Linked DNA regions of Drosophila melanogaster: region 2 is linked to region 1. Evidence: chromatin contacts called from public Hi-C data. All regions are on one chromosome and are shown on one strand. The core of a region is the stretch at or near the end of the contact, and the rest is flanking DNA. Distances in the headings are between cores, read along the strand shown. Region 1 holds the start of cic (capicua). Region 2 holds the start of Sirt2 (Sirtuin 2).

What was found. Hi-C and Micro-C count contacts between places; a contact is called where the count stands out from the background.
Region 2: a Hi-C map of the Kc167 cell line shows a contact between it and region 1, with 4 times the contacts expected there. The contact joins the promoter of Sirt2 here to the promoter of cic in region 1. A contact is called at or near these places in 7 of 107 Hi-C or Micro-C datasets (the Kc167 cell line, embryo, gastrula embryo and 1 more).

What each region holds. Positions count from the first base shown.
Region 1 is chr3R:20,249,805-20,255,717 of dm6, reverse strand. It overlaps cic (capicua), which reads right to left and starts at 2,948. Exons shown (of 18, transcript NM_001275826.1): 1 at 1,865-2,948.
Region 2 is chr3R:20,324,965-20,330,877 of dm6, reverse strand. Sirt2 (Sirtuin 2) reads right to left here and starts at 2,413. Exons shown (of 4, transcript NM_001300493.1): 1 at 2,205-2,413; 2 at 2,058-2,149; 3 at 1,905-2,001; 4 at 1-1,849. The coding sequence starts at 2,289. The coding sequence ends at 963. CG4360 reads left to right here and starts at 2,875. Exons shown (of 3, transcript NM_142622.3): 1 at 2,875-4,005; 2 at 4,080-4,562; 3 at 4,726-5,913. The coding sequence starts at 3,342. The coding sequence ends at 5,249. It also overlaps asRNA:CR45800.

The sequences.
Region 1 (5,913 bases), core at 1,699-4,198:
CATTGTCCTGGCCATAAAAGGCACACACACACTCAAACACACCATCAACGCGATGTAATAAAAAATCGAAACAAAAAAATAACTAGGCAAGAAAAACGTGCCATGCCTCGAATAATGAAGTTAATAATAAAAATGAAAAGAGAAACATTTGCCGCTAACGATAAACCAAATTTGTACAAATAAAAAAAATTAATAAACAATCGGCGTGCGCGTTTCTTTCGCTGTGTGTGTGCGTGTGAGTGAATAACTAAGTTTTTGCCACCAAAGTTGGATTTGCCATGCCATACTAATACTATACCCATATGTACATATGTACAATATATATGCACAAACCGAAATCGTAGACATAGCAACGGGTTTATATTTCTGTACCGACGACTTGCCAATTAGCAACAAAAGTTCTTGCGGTTGATTAATTATTCTAAAAATTCAATAACCCCACCTACCCGTATGAGCGAATGACAGAAAATAATAATAGAACAAAAAACTGTTTTTAAGGTCAGCACGGGGAGTGAAATCTGCATTATAAATGTCGTTGAAACACGCCTTTTTGTTGTACACGCATACGTTTGCACTTTGTAAAGAGGGCATTTCAAATATGTTTTTTTTCGAATATTACCTTGTTTTTTCTGAATTACTTTAATTCTTAAATGTGTAAATTTCAATTCCGATTAAGCATTAATCTCTGTATTATGTTTCATAGTGACCACTGTACTAACTCGCTGTATGTATGCATTACTTCTCCCATTGTTGTTGTTGCTGCTGCTGCTGCTAAGTGCGTCTAGTAATTTGCTGATAATTATCAACAAATGGGCGCTCACGCACATTCAAATGTAAATTAGGCAGTAGAGAGGGTGGGAGAGAGCGACTAGAGAAAGAGAGGGAGCATTTGGTCCGGGCAGACGCAACAATAGCAATAACAAAAGCAACGCATCGCTCAAATCTCATGCGATGCAGTTGCCAGCGAGAGTTTTGTTGCTAATTACATACACACATCGATGGCCAGCCAGTCAGAGTGCAAGTGCGTCTGTGTGTGTGTTTGATGAAGGGGAGTGGGGGCGGTTAACTTCAGTTGGCAACTGTGGGACCAATGTACAGCAAAAGAGGCTGGTACAGTGTTCAAATTAAATTGATTTGATTGACGACAGTTTTTCTATCAATAAAAAAATTTAAAAAAAACATCTTAATACAGCAATATTGTTTCCCGTGCACCATGATTTTATTAACTCATTTGTGGTCCACTAATTTTCATATACTAATCATGATTTCCCTAATAAAATCCACCAAAACCAGTAACTTTAATGGTTAGCTAATTTCAGTAGCTGATTTTCACCCCATTGTTTTTGTTTACAAAAAGGCAGAGCTTAATTTGAATTTCAACATTTCACATTTAACATATCAATGATAAAGAATGCATACATACACACGCACATATTAATTCTAGGAGCTATTGTTACGACTTTTTTGTATTTTATGAACAATATGATGTGCAAATGTTTAAATGTTGAGGCTTAGGGTTTATTTAACAAATGAATAGAATTTCTTGAATACAAATTTTGTGGCCTGACCAGCTACAACAAATACACACGGTCACACTGAGACCCACCGCTCTCTTGCCAACTCTCTAATTCCCAGAGAGCGGGGGTGTGCTGGTATGTGTATGTGTGCAAGTTGTGGAAATGAATGAAGCTCTGCTTGCCAACAACGTAAAAGCAAGTGTAAGAGCAAGCCCGGAAGAGGGGGAACAAGAGAGAGAGAGAGAGAGACTGGGGAAGTGAGATGGCGAGAACGGAAGCGGGAAGGGAAATACAAAATTTTCCAATTGGCAAGCACATACAACATGGGGTAAAAGAATTTCGCTTACCGTTTTTCGCTTATTGACGTAGGCGTCCGTTTCTCTCTGTACGTATATGTTTACGTGTATGGGTGTTTATTGCTGTTTTTCTCTTTTATTTTATTTGCTCGGCTTGTTTTTGTTATGCAAAAGGCATAGACTTTTTCGGGTTTTACACGTTAAAAACACAAACACTTTAAAAATTATTTAACTGCTCGCTAAGCCGTTGGTTCTCGCTCTCCCGCGCTGCAAATGCACTGCAAACAAAATGTTGGATTATGGCTGGCTGGGCTTTACAACTTTTCCACGAGCAAAACAACGCACGACTGTGGAAAACGCGAACCGACGAACCGAAAACCGTGAAAAGTGTTCATTCATTGAGGAAAATTGAAATGAGCGCCTAGCATGTGACTCTCTCGCGATTGCTCTCTATGTCTCTCTATCTCTCTTGCCCACACTCGATTTGGGGGCCAGTGTTGCCAACTCAGAGCATAGAGCAGAGCCCAATGCCAATAAGCCGAATCGGGGAAAAGGAGTAAGCAAAGCAAAAAGCCCTGCCTCAGATACTCCAATTCTGATTCGAACTTATTAATTATTTAATTGGGATTCTCGGGCAGCAGTATTGTGGGCTGGCAACACTGCTCCTCTGCACAGACAGCGCGTCGACGTCAGCGTGTTAGTGTTTGTGTGCGTGCTGCGCTCGCTCTCTTTTCCTCATTCACACTCGCACCCTCTCTGTCGCACGCGCATTTTCGATTGATTGTTGTTGTTATTATTATCTTTATACGAGCTTAATCCAATATTTAGCCAGTATCTATGCAGCCCAGTTTGTTTTCCCAGCTCTCTGTTTCACTTGTTTTCACACCTACACTTGTGCGTGCGCTCGCGTTTGTGTGCGTAAGTGCCTTGTATTTGCAAACGAATTTAATTTGCGACACCTAAAAATCGAACAAATGTCGCCACAAACCGTTTTATTCACACAAAAGCCTGCAGGCGCTGCCCGATTTGGCTATTATTGGGGTTTTGTGCGCGGGGCACAAGAGCAATTCACAGGAGCTCCACCTTCCGACATCCGCGACACGTCCGTGCGATTCCGAGCATGAAGTGAGAATCTGCTGGAGACCATTTGCCCCATTTGAGAAAATACCCCCAAAGTGGGACCGTTGGCCGGATTGGGCAAAATCTTACAAGTTGCGTGGCAAAGGCGAATGATACGGTTACACTGGCGCCGCGAGCGGGTGCAACCAAATGTTGTAACTTTTCGGTGATAGAGCGATATATAAATAAATAAAAATTGTAATTGCTTCTTAACATTTACTTTTAGCATGGTTTGCGAATTTATACAAAGATTGTATGAACTGGCTTGTGTACAATCTATCGTTAAGTTAGTCAGTACACGAACCTCTACAGTTCTACACTTCAGTCTGGCAATGCCCAACGTTCTTAAAAATTATGAAATTGTGGTAGCACTGAAAAATATCTGCCACATTTATATTCATTTCTTGTAGAGTAAAGGGGTGTAATATTGCTATTATTGTTTTTAGGTTTTATTGTTTAAGTTAAGTTACTTATATAATATAGTACTGTGTGCAGGAACTTCGGCTGTGTAGGTTGTTTATGATAATCTTCTTTGAATGCATTATTTACATGTAGTAACTTAGTCCAATGTTGTTCAGTTGTTTGGATTATAATAAAAACTAGCATAGTATTATTTACAATTTATGTTACTTTCTTTTTTATTAATATTTCGATTTTATGGAATAGGACAGTTCCTAGGAAATGTGGCATTTATAAAAAGATCAAGGCATCTGTCGGTCTTAAAGATGGTCTGTTTGGTTTAAATGTTACATATGAGATTAGTTCTTAAGATTTGGAGAGATGTCCTTGATTTGATAAAAGGCGTGGAAGAAAGTGTTTTCGAAACTGTAAGGTATATATATTCCGTCTGTCTTGATTTTCCTTCCGTCGAGATTTAGGAAACTTTAAAATCAAAGCCAAGTAAATGTAGATGATTTATATAATCTTAAATAGGTAAGGTAACACTTAAAAACAAACGTGTATCAACAAAAGTTTTTACGAATACGTAATATGCATAATATGCATAGGCATATGCATCCCAGAAAATTTCACAACTATTAAAACATTTAATAAACCAAAATACATTGTTGAAGGCTGTTCAAAATAATCCCCAGAGTAAATAAAAGCTAATGATTGGCAAGCCAAATTTTAAGTGTGACAATAGTCATTTAATTTAAGTACCGCTCCATTTGAGCTTGAGCTTAAAAACTTCTCATTAAACTCAACTTTCTTGAGTGGATAATTTATGAATGCACTATCCTCAAATGAGACCGCTCATATGGAAGGAGCCGTAAAAAGTGCAAACATTCATCAAATTCGCGCCGGAACTTTGGAAATATGAAAACCGCGCTATGTGATCCGTGCACCTGGTGCCGTCTAGCGACATAAATTACGCATACGTCGTGTTAACCGTGGGAAAACATATAAATGTGTTTGCACCCACGCGACAGCGGCAAAAAACAAATTGTTGTACCTTCTGTTGCTGCTGCTATTATTGCCATAACTTTGGACTTTTATTAGCAGAAAACTCTCGGAGCGAATTTTGGCTCCATCAACGAAGAGGCAGCATTTCCAGTTTAATGAGCTGAAAAGTGCAAGTTGAGATACGCAGGTCCCGAAGTATTAGGTTCATTTGATTAATTGGTGGAGCTGGAAAATTTTGCGGCCTAAGTCTTAGTTTTCGAGCACATCAGTGCACAACATTAGAGAATCCATTTATAAAGCTTATAGCAAAACTCTAATAATGATAGCTGCAAAGTGATTTACAATTCTTGAATTAAAATCTATTACTTCTAATTCCTCTATAAATAAAATATATTTAAGTATCCAACAATTTACACTATAAAATAAAAATGACAGAAGTTATAAAACCATGTAAGATATATGCTTATTGCAATAACTTAAAAAATGATTACGGATCTGAATATTAAACTAGGTGTACTAAACATTATATATTTTCCACCCAAATATGTGACAGCTTCAATGGATCATAAAAATTTACCAGTTTGTTTAACACATTAATTAGGATTTACGTTGCAGCAGCGAGGGGAGAGAGATTTTGTCGTTGATTTTGGGTATTTAAAATAATAATCTCAATTAGCTACACCTGCCATCAAGTTTTTATGTCCGCATGTGTGACAGGAGCTGCACAAAAAGTAATTTGTAAAATTCTCCGCTATAAAACATTAATAACAAAAAGGTGGCGAGTGTCAAGCCAAAAGACACCTACCTGTGGATCTCAACCCTCGTTTCGCATAAATATCTTGGCCAACACATTTTTCGCATTTAGTTTGTAATAAAAAGCAACATTAAAAGCGTATATTCACTTCAAACCGACATTACGCCAACTTGTGGTTAGTTTGGCAAACTTCTGGGGCATTTGGTGTGCTGATGGGTTTTTTTTTCGGATGCTAATGCGCTACAGGATTTGTTCTTGCAGCATGTTGCAATTAAATGAGATGAGACAGTATTATCTATAATCATATACGTAAATGTATTTTAACATAATCTAAAATCATGTCAGGGGTACGCTTAAAATTCCTGCGAATTTCCATTAAATTTGAGCTCATCAAAATGGCTTAACAAATGTGAAGTGTGTTTAATTTTAAATTAATTATGGCCGCAAGCGGTCCAATTTTACATGTTGCACACTCTTCACCGAAACATACTCACACTCATTTACCAACACATTTTAAATAATGAAATTTGCGCATAAAACTTTGCCTTGTCGTAAACGAGTAAAATAGAAGGCAACTGAAACACACAGAGATGGGGGGAAAAAAAGCGATGTTGCATGCAGCACACATCAAACAAAATAAACAAACTGGGCGGGAAATGGGCGGAAAAGTCAGTCTACAAAAGAGTTACAAAATGACCAGTGGGCATTTTGTTTTTCTTTTTTCTTTTGTATTTTGTTTTTTTTTTTTTTTTTTGGCTTTCATTTTCTATTTTGGCGCTATTCTGGTTTTCGTTTTTGGCTGAGTTAATTGGAATAGTTTTGC
Region 2 (5,913 bases), core at 1,164-3,663, 76 kb before region 1:
CATAGACAAGATCTTAGGCCATTAGCTTTAATTGCAAAAGTTTTGGGCCAAAAGCAAGTGCAATTCCAATGGCAACAGCAGTGGCAGCTGAAACTGCAACAAATTGCGTGGCTATCAATATTTCCGTGGCTGCATTTGATTTCCTAATGCATCTGCAGCCATTCATGTCCCGAAGTTGACAGGCTGGGATGCCTCCCATCATACCATGCATCCACCTCCGAACCGTCGCCCCTGTCAACGATTAACAATATCCGGTTGTGTACCCCGGCAGTAGCTATCCGCTGGCCCGATTGCGAGCTTGGTTTTAATTAGTCCTGCCCGTACGTATTTTCTATTGGCCAATTCACCGCAGAAGCTTCATTACCGGTCTACCGTGTGTGTCTCTTTCGCTTTGTGCGTGTGTGCTTCTGCAGGACAGATTGCGAGTCATTAAGTTGATGCAGCAGTAGCAGCAGCAGCAGGAGGAGGAGCAGGAGCAGGAGCAGCATCCGTGTAAGCCACACAAACAGGCAGTTAGAATGCCACATGCCACGCCCACAGCAGCGGTCGAGCCATGTCGAGGGGCTGGGCAGCTGTAACTGAATCGAAATCAGCATCAGCACCAACACCAACACCAGCATCGAAATCCATAGCCAAGCCCGGATCAGAGCAGAAAACGAAACAGAAACATGTCGAGAGTTAACCTTTGTTGGCGGTTTGCTGCTTTTTGTGCGCCGGAAACGGCAGAGCAACTCAATCAGTTTTTGCGGTTTATGGTGGCCCGGCCAAAAGGGACACGCTAATGGCTCACAAATGGCACTTGAATAATTGAATGCCGGAAACGGAGGAGAAAGAAAGCTCGCGGTATTAGCCAGCAATGCCTGCGCTTGGCATTGTCCGCTTTATACACGTAATCCACATGTAAACAAATTGCACAATTCAACTACAAATTAACTACGGATGTTACTAACTAATCTTAGGGTCTAAAGCGAAGCATCCTTCTTGTCCCTATCGCCCGAAGTCATCTTATCCGGGTCCGATTGCGGTTTCTCTTTGCCTTGTTGCAGCTCCTCACTATTCTGGCTGCCGCTCAGTTTCTTCCTTTCACTTGTAATTAGCTGCTGCAGCTCTTGGTCCCAGCCCAAGGCTTTGGCCAGAGCCATTACGCCAGCATCACAGTCGCCCAGAAAGGCCACATCCCTAGTGTTATTGGGCTTATCGAAGAGTAGCGATCGCGTGTTGGGATCCATAAAGAGCACACAGCTGGCCTGACCCACTGCATCGCGATTGATCAAGAGGCGAATGCAACGTGGTCCTGGTCTCCACACCAGTGAAGCAAACGGTTGCACTTCCAACGATGTGCCCATGATGATCAGCAGATCGCAATCCTGGAAATCCTCTTCAGGACTGGAGTAAAATCTCTTTGGCAAGTTTTCGCCAAAGAAAACAATGTCTGGTTTAACAACGCCTTGGCACTTTTGGCATTTGGGCAGACGATCGGCGAAGATCTCCGCCTTCATCCAGTCCATGTCGTACTCCTTGCGGCACTTAATGCAGTGGTTGGTGTGGAAGCTGCCATGGGCCTCAATGATCTTGTCCTCGGGCAGGCCAGTAAGCCGGTCTAGCGTGTCTATGTTCTGGGTGTAGTGGCGCTGCAGTAGTCCCTTGTCGTTAAGCAAACGGATAAAGTAGTGGGCCGGCGTGGGAATGAAGGATCCAGGGTAAAGTTCCTTGGCCAGTGCAAAAAACGGCGCTGGATTCTTTTCGAAGTAGTCCAGATCGAATATGGCCGTAGGATGTGGCAGCTCGTACTTCTTCAGATTGCTGTATAACCCGGAACCTGGGGATCTGAAATCCGGAATGCCAGCAGCTAGGAATGGCGATAACTTAGTAAGTTTTTACAATGGTATATAGAATGTACCAACATGTAGATATGCCGGCTCCCACCATGGTCACAATCTTGCGGAAACCATGCACACGCCAATGTTCGGCAAAGCCGTCAAAACTCAAATCTGGAATAACCTGCAAATTTGCGATTTAATCAATATGATAATCAAATTATCGGGTGCTCCGCTCACCTTCTCTACTTTAACTTCCTCCTTTGCGTCCGAGGAGCCGCCGAGATGTAGAGTGTTTGCAAAGAAGCGTCGAACCTTATCCATTGTGTCGTCTAGAATTCAATTCAATTAATGAGTGACAGTAAAGACCTAACTATTTAGACTAGCCTGGGGCCTCCTCGTCGTCGTCACTGGACGAGGAATTGGAGGGCGTCGTCGGTTGTTCCTCCTTCTTTACTTCGATGTCGCCCATGGTAAACAGATTCACCTTCCGGTGAAAGTATGTAAATCTGAGGATAGTGTGATGAATTCTCCCAATTGTTTATGTTGCGTTTTGTTTTAACGTAAAAAGCAAAACAAGTTCTGACAACTATCGATAGGTTTAGGCTAACGAATAAGTTATCTCTAACAGCTATTAAAAAGCTAGAATTTTAATTTCATTGCTTATTGATTTAGATTTTAAAATCAAATTTGTGCGAGCAAACCAAAATATTATAATTACTTTAAGTAGCCTATCAATGAAAGATTTTTATTTAACAGCGATTTATTAAGGGTCGCAAATAAATATGTGTTTGTAACGGTTAGAACATATTATGACTCATTAAACAAAAAGGAACCGAATAATAGAATAACTAAAGCTAAGAAGGGCGCAAAGTTACAAAATCGAGTATAGATAAAATAACAATTACACTTTGTTGATATCTGAATATAAACTAATTGAAAGGTTAAAATCAGCTGAATTGTCAGCACGGAGTGTCCAAATAATCGATAGCTGTTATCGACCCACCCAGTGTTAGGCTCTCTAGCGCCACCAGCCCTGGCCGGCCGATAGTCGATTACTCGATGTTCGGCGGGGGTGCAGCTCTGCCCGTTCGCTCAGCCCTGGAAAACCACGCCAGTCATTTTTGTTTTGATAAGGATACGGATACAAAAAGAGCGTGGCCTGGAAAAACTGCAGAAACGGCGGAGAAAGCGCCCCAAAAGCGAGCGAAAACGGTGGAAACTGATCGTGGGGAAGTGCGCGACAAAGTGGCCGCGGATTCAGGCCCTCCCAATCGCTACGTGGAAGCGTAAGCAGCGTGTTGAAGAAGAGAAGAAGAAGAAGCAGCAGCAGCGCAGCAAAAGTACACAGAAGTGCAAACCAGACGACTGAAATAACAAATCAAAAAAGGCCCCAAAAGGAGCGGCGCAGTGGAAGCAACTGCGGGGGCGGGGAATGGCCGAGGGTCGTCGGTGGCCGCCATTGTGTAACGCCGCCGATGGGCAGACTGTAGATCCACGCTAGGATCATATCTCTCGAATATCATGCATCTGAACCATGCGACAGCCGCCACGGCAGCCATGGCCAACTATCAGCACTACCAACTGCCAGCCTCCCATGGCGGTGGCGGCGGAGGAGGAGGTGGCGGTGGCGGTGGAGGAGGGAGTAATGGTGGATCTGGACCGGGTCCCAACTCGGGACAGCAGCAGCCCACCACACTGGCCAGCCTGCAACAGAGTCCCTTTGCGCTGCATCAACTCACCGCCGTGCAGGCCATCCAGCACCCTACCCACCAAGCCATGCTCCATCCACAGCACCCGCTGGTCCATTTGCTGGACATATCCACTACAACAGCGAACAGTGGCGGAGGAGGCGGGGGCAGCCACACGCCCATTTCTCCTATGAAACAGGAGGTGCAGAGCGTGATTAGCGAGGAGGAGGTGGTGGTGGACGATCCGCGCAAGAAGAAACAGTGCCACGTGTGCAAGAACAAGTTCCGGCAGCTGACCACGTTACGCAACCACATGAAGATCCACACGGACGAGCGGCCCTACAAGTGCAAACACTGCGACAAGGCCTTCCGCCAGATCTCGACGCTAACCAACCACGTGAAAATCCACACCGGAGAAAAGCCGTTCACCTGCAACATCTGCGCCAAGGACTTTCGCCAGCAGAGCACCTTGATCAATCACATCAAGACGCACAAGGGTGAGTGTGTGGTCGCATCGTCCCAATAGACCTTATGACCTAACTCTATTTCTCGCTTCGCTTACGGGCAACAGCGGCGGAGTCCAGCACGCCAACTTCCCTGTTGAACTATCAGCCGCAGACGGGCAGTGGCAAACACCGAAAGTCCCAGATGCACCAGGCCTACCAGCAGCAGCATCAGCGCGTCCAAATCTCAAAGACCTTGTATTCCGGCAGCTACAGCTCGCCGGCGGCCGAGGAGCTGGTGAAGCCGTTCCAGTGTAGCGTTTGCAAGCGCCGCTTCCCGCAGCTGAGCACGCTGCACAACCACGAGCGGACCCACATCGATCCTAAGCCGTACAAGTGCGAAACGTGTGACAAGTCCTTTAGCCAGCTGGCGACGCTGGCCAACCACAAGAAGATCCACACGGGCGACAAGCCGTACACGTGTTCCTACTGCCACATGCAGTTCCGCCAGCAGAGCACCCTTACCAACCACCTCAAGACGCACACGCATCAGATAGCGCCTGGAGGCGTCGGTGGAGCAGGAGGCGGCGGAGGCGCCGTCACAGCCACAGGTGAGCCGCTTGTGTGTTCGCCCTACCAATGAGCCGCTTTCTGTTATCCATGTGTGCATTGATTATTAACGCTCTTCCCTAACGAAGCTTTTATTTAAATCTTGTACGCATGCTAACTTCAACAAATCATCCAACAATCCAACTCCGTACCGTCAATCTGCAGTGGATCACTCAATGCCCGCTCCTCTGGCGCCCGGGACGCAGCAGCTGACCAGTGGCCTGTTGCCGAACAACCTGCACGGTAGCACGGCGAACATCATCCAGCTGGACCACCATCCGCTACTGCATTTCCTCGACGGCAGCACCACGGTCAGCTCGGTAGTGGCCACGGCGGCGGCCAACACCAAGGTGGAGCATTTCCAGGCGGGCGGCTCGCCGTCGGGCCGGATGACCGTAGTGGGCACCATCAACATGCTGAAGGGCGACAATCCGGACCGGCCGTTTGGCTGCAGCGTCTGCCAGCGGTTCTTCTCACAGCAGAGCACCTTGGTAAATCACATCAAGACGCACACCGGAGAGAAGCCCTACAAGTGCAAGATCTGTGAGGTCAACTTCCGGCAGGTGGCCACGCTGAACAACCACATGAAGATCCACACCGGTGAAAAGCCCTACAACTGTTCCTTTTGTCCTAAACAGTTCCGGCAAAAAAGCACACTGCAAAACCACCTGCGGGTGCACACCTGCTAGACCCACTTCAGATCCAGATCGCAACGCGATCCAGGTCCGCAGCCAGCCAGCCAGCCAGTCAAGCAGCCATTGAGGAATAGTGCAATATGCATGCCACATAGCACATACACTTATAGATCGCATATACGGCATACGAATACGATTACATGAATACTATATTTGAATATATACTCGAAAGTGTTATTTACCTGCTGTGCAGAGCGCAATTGTATGTAACTATATCGTAGAGAGCTGATCCACATGCGTGTCCAATTGTAAATTAAGGCTAGCCGTGTTGGCATAAGCCACAGATGATATGATACAGGGTGTTTAGGCCTAAACTCTATACTATCCCATGATGGTTCGATTTGAGTCGGTGTGTTAAAGGTATCTTAAGGCACTTTAAAGCCATTTAGTCTAAAACGTTTTATTATCTTTTAATACCCATCAATTTCTCGCTTTTCAAAGCTTTGTAAATGAATCATCGGCGTCTTTTTAAGTTTGGTTGCTGTTTTCGAATGGCAAGGAAAATGACTACAATAAATTTAGATGTGACCTACTTTGCACAATAACCTTTTATGCCTGTATATGCATAATTGTTGTCTTTTATATTTCCTTTACAAGGAACATCTTACTAAAAAAAAAAATATTGATATTGTTTAAAACTGATACAATTCAAGTTATA